3 separate regions of the Mus musculus genome follow, and all the other regions are linked to region 2. The links are chromatin contacts, called in public HiChIP or PLAC-seq maps. All regions are on one chromosome and are shown on one strand. Each heading gives the region's core, a stretch centred on a gene start, on an enhancer-like site or on the middle of the called end of the contact. The rest is flanking DNA. Distances are from core to core; before and after follow the strand shown.

The links. HiChIP or PLAC-seq counts read pairs in DNA pulled down with a chosen protein or histone mark.
Region 1: an HNF4G HiChIP or PLAC-seq map of pancreatic cancer cells shows a contact between it and region 2. The contact joins two enhancer-like sites. A contact is called at or near these places in 2 of 15 datasets of contacts at CTCF or cohesin (CD8 T cells and the NIH/3T3 cell line), 4 of 484 Hi-C or Micro-C datasets (the HL-1 cell line, embryonic stem cells, group 2 innate lymphoid cells and 1 more) and 3 of 115 datasets of contacts at active chromatin or transcription factors (embryonic fibroblasts, pancreatic cancer cells and vascular smooth muscle cells).
Region 3: a contact with region 2 is called in an H3K27ac HiChIP or PLAC-seq map of embryonic fibroblasts, with 13 read pairs. The contact joins two enhancer-like sites. A contact is called at or near these places in 1 of 15 datasets of contacts at CTCF or cohesin (the NIH/3T3 cell line), 4 of 484 Hi-C or Micro-C datasets (embryonic fibroblasts, liver, muscle stem cells and 1 more), 4 of 115 datasets of contacts at active chromatin or transcription factors (embryonic fibroblasts, extraembryonic endoderm stem cells, liver and 1 more) and 3 of 9 other capture datasets (adipose tissue, embryonic stem cells and liver).

Annotation. Positions count from the first base shown.
Region 1 is chr17:78,443,719-78,446,418 of GRCm38.p6, reverse strand. No RefSeq gene overlaps it. Among named protein-coding and RNA genes, the nearest start is that of Gm32464, 19 kb to the left of the region's middle. Within about 2 kb of position 1,343, at least 49 of the 459 cell types and tissues checked have an H3K27ac peak or open chromatin away from gene starts, as enhancers often do. A contact at or near this core is called in the HL-1 cell line, the NIH/3T3 cell line, embryonic fibroblasts and 1 more, where this site is marked.
Region 2 is chr17:78,321,525-78,324,273 of GRCm38.p6, reverse strand. The region is part of intron 7 of Crim1 (cysteine rich transmembrane BMP regulator 1 (chordin like)); the gene reads right to left. Among named protein-coding and RNA genes, the nearest start is that of Gm52306, 12 kb to the left of the region's middle. Within about 2 kb of position 1,278, at least 58 of the 459 cell types and tissues checked have an H3K27ac peak or open chromatin away from gene starts, as enhancers often do. A contact at or near this core is called in the HL-1 cell line, the NIH/3T3 cell line, embryonic fibroblasts and 2 more, where this site is marked.
Region 3 is chr17:78,386,512-78,389,211 of GRCm38.p6, reverse strand. The region is part of intron 5 of Fez2 (fasciculation and elongation protein zeta 2 (zygin II)); the gene reads left to right. Among named protein-coding and RNA genes, the nearest start is that of Gm32336, 12 kb to the left of the region's middle. Within about 2 kb of position 1,346, at least 57 of the 459 cell types and tissues checked have an H3K27ac peak or open chromatin away from gene starts, as enhancers often do. A contact at or near this core is called in the NIH/3T3 cell line, embryonic fibroblasts, liver and 1 more, where this site is marked.

The DNA.
Region 1 (2,700 bases), core at 94-2,593, 120 kb before region 2:
ATATCTAATAAAAAATTGAAAAAAAAAAGAATTTAGAGCTGGCCATTCTCCCGCTGGAAGAAAACCACACTGACCACTCATAGGAGACTGGAGTGGGTATCCTGCTTCAAAAGACCATTGTGCTTGTAGAACAAAACCTAGCCTGGCTGCCCTCTGAGAAGCTCTACCAGCAGCTGACTGAGACAGATGCAGATACTCACAGCCAAGCATTGGTCTGAGGTCAGGGGATCTGGGGATCCCTATGGAAGAGTTAGGGGAAGGATTGAAGAAGCTGAAGGCGATGCCAACCCCATTGGAAGAACAACAGTGTCAGCTAACCTGAACCCCTGGAAGCTCCCAAAGTCTGAGCCACCAACCAAAGAGCATACATGGGCTGGTCCAAGGCCCCAAGGGACCTATGTAGAAGAAGACTGCCTCATCTGGCCTCAGGATGCGCTTAATCCTGTAGAGATTTGATGCCCAGGGGGAGTGAGAGAATATGGGGGGCACCCTCTAAGAGGCAAAGGGGAGGGGAGTGGGAGTGGGGAGAACTTTGCTATGGGGGCTTGGAGGGGCAACATTTGAAATGTAAATTAATTAACTAATTAATTAATTTAATTAATCATTTAAAAAAGAAGATAGAGAAACAGCCCGAAGGTCCTCAGTGAAGGCAAGTGCATCCATTGTGTGGAGAATATCTGCAATGTCTCTGCTTCTGCCCTACTTTTCTCCCAGTCTTGTCTAATGGTCAACAAAAGGATGTGGCTATGCACAACATACCTATAACCTCAGTCCCCAAGAGACGGAGACTGAAGATTTAAGAGACTGAGGCCAGACCCTGTGTCCAAACAACAACAAAAAGATTGAGAGATGGGATGTAGTGCATCTTCTGACACCTGAGCCCCAGTGAGAAATAAGAGAGTACATCACAAATGCCTTCTGGTGGCCAGCCAGACTCTGCTTGTCGCTCCCCAAGCAACTACAATCCATGGATTCATCAAAACCTCCTCTTGTCAAACACTGAAAAATAAAAGAACTTATGACTTCCAGAAAATACCATTAGGAGGCAATCAGCCTTCAGATCTAGGCCATATACAGCCCCAGGGACAGCTGGGATACATGGGCCATTACTGCCCCAGTACAAATTGAAGTCCTTTCCTTTGTGGTCTTGGAAGATTGGGACAATATTTATGAAGATTGTAGTGGCAGAGAGGGAAGAGGACATGGATTTTGTGGCATTGGTGAGGTCTATTTTGTCCCGTATTTATTTCTTTGTAAATCATCTCTCTTAGACTTGTTCCTACAGCGGTAGATATGACTCATCGATGGGTTACTAACGCAGAGGACATAACTGTCCCCGCTGTTGCCTGGCCTCCACTACAGTGCCAAATATTTAGATTATTCTGCAGGCAACAGGTCTTAAGACAGGAAGTCTCAAGAAATGTTTTGCAAATAGCTGTCATCTGAGTCAGGCACATTGTTCCTCCAGTGAAGTTGGGGGTTGACGGATTTAATTAGGGTGAATAGGTGAAGGGAGAAAAACTGTTATTTTCCTTGGGGACCCATGTTCTCCGCAAAACCAGAAATGTTTATGCAATGAGTTTCTTCCTAAAAATTCAGAACACTTCAAAAATCCCCACTAATTGTATTCTCAGCACGGTGCTGCAGTTTGGTGAGCTTGGGATGTGAATGTGCTTTTAGGGCAGTGACACGTGGCCTTGCCACCCTTAGATGTTAAACAAAAGAAGAAGAAGAAGCTGAAAATGTATTGTATATATCACTCAAGGTCTGTAGATCCCAACCTTGTGCATGGAGAGGAGAATATTTAAAGATATTTTAGGGACTTTACAATGTAATCAGCACACAGAATCTTCCTGTAGTTCGTTCCTAGTCGGAAGACTTGAAAGTGGTGGATGGTACTTTCTTCCTTGACTTATGTGGAGAAATTTGATTTTAACATCTTTGATTGTAGGGTGTTTGCATTTTTCCATTATTTCAGTTTTATGATCGTAAGTCATAGTTTGTTTTCTGTTGCTCGGGTAAACACCAGAACCAAAAGCAACATGGGAAGGAAATGGCTTATTTGGCTTATCACAGTCCATCATTGAAGGAAATCAGACACTGAATCAGAGACAATAAAGGACTGCCGGTGACCGACTTGTTTGCTACGGCTTACTCAACCTGCTTTCTTACACAACCCAGACCCCCCTATCTATGGGTGATACCACCCACAGTAGGCTGAGACCGCCCACATCACAGACAACTTATCTGATAGAGGCAATTTGGAGATTCCCTCTTCCGAGATATGTCTAGGTTTGTGTTGGGTCGATCAAAACGAGCAAGCACTCCCTGGATGATGATGCATAGAGCTATCTGTGATGGACACAACTCCATGGTGTATTACAGCCTTTAGGGTTAGAAAGTGAAGGTGACCTGTAAAGGTTTCTTGGATGACAGAAATGCTCCCCAAAGAATAATAGCAACCTGATCTGATATCATGAAGTTTAAAATTTCCATTCCTGGGTCACAGAGGACATGTTCCAAACGCTCGAGATCCACTTGTGCAGTGGCTACCAAACCGGTCAGCTCAGGGCTATGGAATCTTCCCAGGCTGGCTGATGGTTCTGAGGTTGGATCTCGTCTTGTTTGAGGTCATAGATTTGATTTTCTGATTTGTTTTTGTTTACTTTTGGTCAATACAGTACTGTCTGCTTCAAAACT
Region 2 (2,749 bases), core at 29-2,528:
CTATCAAGCTTGCATGGGATTTTATTTAGTAAAATAAAGCACAGACCACATTCTACTAAGCCTTTGAGACCATCTCTCGGGGTCTGTACCCTGTTTTCCATCATAGACCTCATGATATGAAATAGTTCTGGTCTTGTAAGGTACACTGAAGAATGTTCCTGGAAACAGCTTAAAACAGGGTCATCATAAACGGAGATAGAGGTCTAAATGATTAAAACTATGTTGTACTGATCGATGTCTATTTCAAAGATTCTTTCTCTAGACAAATTATCTTGGTCTTATTTATTTGTAACCACGTTGCAGCAAACACCCACACCCATTTTAGTCCATGCCTCTAAGCCTCTAAGAGTGTTTCATAGTAGGTGAACTGGTATGCTTTTAAAGAAATGAGCCAGGAATTGTACTTACAGATAAGTATTATTAATAAGTCGAACTCACTTCCAGTGGCTGGACGCCTGTGCTGAAATGCAGCTCATGCTAAGAATTCTATTTGAAACTTGTCTTCAGCCACTCTCTGAGCAAATTAACTGTGTCACAGAAGACAAAGGGCCTTTATTTTACTGTCACTTTTCTGTTTTTTTTTTCTGAACAGTTTTACCAAGCAAGATCACCTGTGCCCCCCATCCCCACCCCCATGCTGACATGAACGACTTCAGCTATTTCTGAAAGTCTAGTAAATCTTCAGAGTCAGGGCATAGAAAGCAGCGGGCAGCTGACTGGATGTGCAAGTGCACAAGTCAGTATCAGAACAGAAGCATCGAACAAACGGACACACTAAAACCAACCAACCAACCAACCAACCAACCAACCAACCAACCAACCAACCAACCAACAAAAAAGCCCCTGGTGACTGTACTCCCAGAACAGGCATACAAGTCGCTTGCATAATTATTTTGAAAGGAGGAACACTTGACTGTGCAAGTGCTACCATGCTCAAAAATAATTTTATTAAATAAGCAGGCCTTGCAGTCTCAATGGCAATGAGCAAGCAGAAGCCCTGAAACTGTGCCTCTAGGTGCTTTCAATAGAGATGTGCCAAGGACAGCCCTTCCCTGAGAACCGAGGCAGACAGAAGTGGCAGCAGAAGGTGAGGGTTTTAAACATAAGAAGGCCAAGCGATGCCATTGCCAGCAAAGCACCGTTTCTTCAATGTTGGAAACTATGGTTACTAGTTAAAATGTCAAATCCTCTTTTGTTGACAAAAGCTCAAAGGGAACCAGTTCTGTCCCTGACTGAGCCGTACTGTAAGGGCAAGAGATTCTTTCTGAAGGGCATGCCTCCTAATAACGTTCATTAACTTCTGTTTGGTTGCCTAAGAGTTGTCTCTTATCCAAAAACAGTTGAACGCCGGCTCAAAAAAGAGATTGTGTTTATTTAAGCTTGTTGGAAAAACATTCCTATCATTTCAAGAATGACTAAATATTTTTCATTCACATAGTTCGCATTCCAGACTATGTTTTCCTGCCTCTGTTGATTACATGAAAATTAGCAGGCCCGGTCTGATCTATTAGACACAATTATTACTGTCTTCCCGAGAAAACCACGAGGCTCCTTAGCAATAATCCCGTTTAAGGTACAGGAGGCGGACAGGAGGGGCAGACAGAGAGGAGCTCACCCCCGTATGCTGCTTCAGCCAGAAAATGTTCAACAGACCTGACTGCTGGACCTGGGAACTTAGACGCAGCGCCTGTGCATCAGCTCTGAACAAGTATGAGTGATTCAGGCAGCAAGCCTTTGAAGAGCTGAAGGACCACAGTCGTTTGTGTTTGCAGAGCTTTGATCACCCTGGTGGTTTTATTCAAATCAAGTGCAAAGGAGAAGGCGCAAGCTTGTCTGTGTGGAGCAGACAATGCAACCTGGCTGGGAGCAAGGATAAACATGTCTTCCCAGCTAAATGACTTCTGCACATGTTGGTTCACACCTGTTTAGCTCCCATGATATGTGATGGATACCTAGAGAGCTGCTTGTGGAATGTGCACAGCTATGAAAAAAAAAAATCATAAAATTTGACAAGTCATAGTTAGTTTGATGGGGAGGGTCTTTTACATCCATTTCATCTATATTGGAATACTATCTTAACTATCTCAAGATATTTTAAACGATCAGAGAAAAAACAAAAGTACCAAAAAATTTATGACTGAAGTGCTCTGGCACTTAGGTTTAAGACCTTAGGGTAACACACGGTCATTTGGCATCCAACATATGACCTTATTTGGACAAGGAGAAAATAGACTGTCTTATATTTTAATTCCCATTTATGGAATATGTTTCCAGGACATTCAGAGTTAAAAGATGAAACAGCGTGCCTAGCGCTCTTGAGGATATTACAAGTATTTTATTATTCTTGGCTTACTAATAATAGTAGCATCGATGGCACCGAAACACTGCCACCCATGAGCTGAGTTTTGATCCCTGTTATGTAGCAGAATGCTAATGACATGTGACTGTGCCATCTCTGACTTCCTTGCCCTTCTGGGGGTCAGCCCAACTCTCCTTCACTCCCCACTACTGAAGCAGCAGCTTCAATCAACCGAGATACTGTGCAGAAAGGAACATGATGGCCAAGGCGGGGCTGGAAACATTTTTTTTTTCTTGTTTCAAGGAATTCCCACCCAGATATGTGCCTGGTACAGAATTTTCTGGCAGGCCAGTTGAAATCTCACTCGAAGGGCAGCTTGATTCAAACTGTACTGTCAACATTCACTAGAAGGAACATACCACTCCTAGAGACCGTGAGGGCGGAGGTTAA
Region 3 (2,700 bases), core at 97-2,596, 65 kb before region 2:
CCAAATAGTTTTCTTGTGTGAGTTCTGACTTCTTCATCCAGCTGAGATTTTTGAGTCTGCATCTAGCTTTATCATTTTCTCAGATAATAGAGCCAGGTAATACAGACTGAAAGCAAGCATTTTTTTTCTTGTCATTTTCCAAGGGAATGTAGTTAACTAACAAGCTGACTTGTTTACTTGAAAATCATCTTTTATTGCTGGCTCTGGAGCCTGTGATGTCATCTCTTTGGATAACCTGTTTTACAAACAAGGAACAAATGATAAAATGTGGTGTGTGAAGAATCTACAGAGATAGTTATGCTATGTAGGTTTTTCTTGTAAAAGCAGTCTCTTCCATCCAAAGTAATAGTTATATTCTCAGCAGAGTGAGGAACCAGGGCAATCTCTTGGCCAGGCCATTGGTTCTTGCCAACATAAAACTGTGTATGGGTTTGGGTCTGGGAAAGGCGGGGCACGAGGGTAATGGAGAGGGAGGGGCTTGCAGAATAGCTCCCACAAGGCCAGTGTGGGCACGCTCAGATTTCCAGCAGTGCTGTTGGTTGCCTAGTGTGGCTGGGCCAGAGACTAGTAGCCTGCTCCCTTCAGGATAGCCCTTTTTGTATTTCTCAGCTCTTTGTTAATCAGGATTTCTTTACACTCTTAACGTTTATTGAGAGCCTCAGAGGGCACTCATACATAATTGAATTGGTCAATATTTACTGTATTAAAAGTAAACACGAATAAAAGATTAATTCATTCAAAGTATCAAAGTTCAATGATTAATTCTTATATAAATGGTAAGTTTTAATAGGCTATAACTTTAAAGGTTGGTTAGAGAAGTGTCATTGGTGTTTGTTTTTGTCAGTCTTGTTGATGTACGGCACAGTTGAAGGACATGAGCCTCGGCTCCGCCTCTGCATTCAGTCTGCCCTTTGGAATGTTACACTGTACACTGGGACAGTCTGAGTGAACTGGAGTGTGTATATGGCCAAAGTACATGATGCACTTGAAAGACATGGTATGAAGCCTAACACTATGCTCAATCACAACAATAATAAATTTAAAAAGAAGACAAGCCATATTTTAATAATGTTAAGATAAGTTTGCGTTCCTGCTCCTCTAGAATCTCAGTGACTCTCAGATTGTGCCTGGGCCACACTTTGCGATCACTGGGACTAATGTATACGTTGTCTGAGAGCAGAGAGCATTTCTGTAGCGTTCTTAGGACCTGGAGAATACCTTTACATCCACTCCTTCAGCGTGCTTACTGGTTCAGCTTTCCCCCTAACATTCCAGGGACAAGCACCGTCTGGTGACTCAGAGTGCAGCTTCCTCCTCGGGAGCCTTTCCTTCAGTTAGTCAGGCTGTGAGAATCTCTGCTGCCTTTGACTCGGCTGCTAGCTGGGTGCCAGCGTGCCCCTTGATGATGCGTGTGACTGCAGGCTGGGTGCAAATCAAGATAAGTCACCGAAGGGGAAGAGACAGTCTCACTTGAGTGCAGAGAGTGAATTCTAGGAAGTCTTGGAGGTTGCCAGGAGAACTAAGTTGTAATTGTTTTCTAGAAACAGAGTGAGTATGTTTTCGGGGGTAAATTGGTATCCATGCTGCTCCCCAGGCAGCCTAAGCCGAGAATTCACATTCTCGGTAGCAAGGCAACGGCAGGTGCCTGGAGAGCAAGTGGGAACAGTCGCTAGTCTGAAAATGTCAGGTTCATCTTCCCCAAACTGATGGCGGAAAGATGTACGCTTCAGCTCAGAACAGGCGCGTTGCGAAGGATTAGGCGTTCAAGCTTCCGATAGATAAAGAGTAAACAAGCGGTATCAAAAGGTATCTCAAGGATTGTGCGGTAAACTGTTTAATAAAGTAAGGGTACAGCTGATGTTTGCAACAATTGGAACAAATCTATTAGTTACAGCGGGGAAGCTCTCTGTGGGGATAGTGGCTTACAAACAGTTGGCTCTGCATTGGACTCACGCCGGAATGGAAGTGAAAGCGGTCTCTAAACACCATGATTCTGTCTGCTGTCTGAGAGTGAGTGATCGTGGCATTTTCTAACTGCTTGTCTGTTGGGCACAGAAAGACATCGCGGAACACTCCACTAATAGTCTCTGAACTTCTCTCTCTGTCCTGTTCTTCCTGGGCCATGTCCTGCTGCCTTTAGCGCTTCAGCATGGAAGGGATCTCAAATGTCATTCAGAATGGCCTCCGCCACACCTTTGGAAACTCAGGCGGAGAGAAACAGGTGCTCCGTTTTCCTTCTTTTCCTCACCCTCTGCTTGCTCCTGTGCTCTGCGAGGGCCCTGAAAGTTGTCACTTTTACTAATTGACTGAGAGCATGGGTGGAAGGGGAGGGCTGCAGGTTCATTCTGTCTGTGTCTGAACCGAGATGGACAGAATCTGCCTTTGGGGAGAAAGCGTTGGGATTGGACAACAGACCGATTGCATCCTTAAGCAGGTTTCAGGGCCCCGTTTTCATGCCCACCTTTAACAAATAGATGTTAATAAACTGACGTAATGGCTTGCATGATCGTGAAAACAACTGAACTGGAACATGATACATTGCTGCTAAAATTTAGAAAAGAAGATCTCATTTCGAGGAGAATGTGGCCAGAGCTTTGTTACCTTTGAGATTAGAGTCTTAGGTAAAAAATATGCAGCGAGCAGATCTTACCTCTTTTATCTGACGTTGGGCGTTTTGTATGGTGAGCCAGCTCAGTCGTC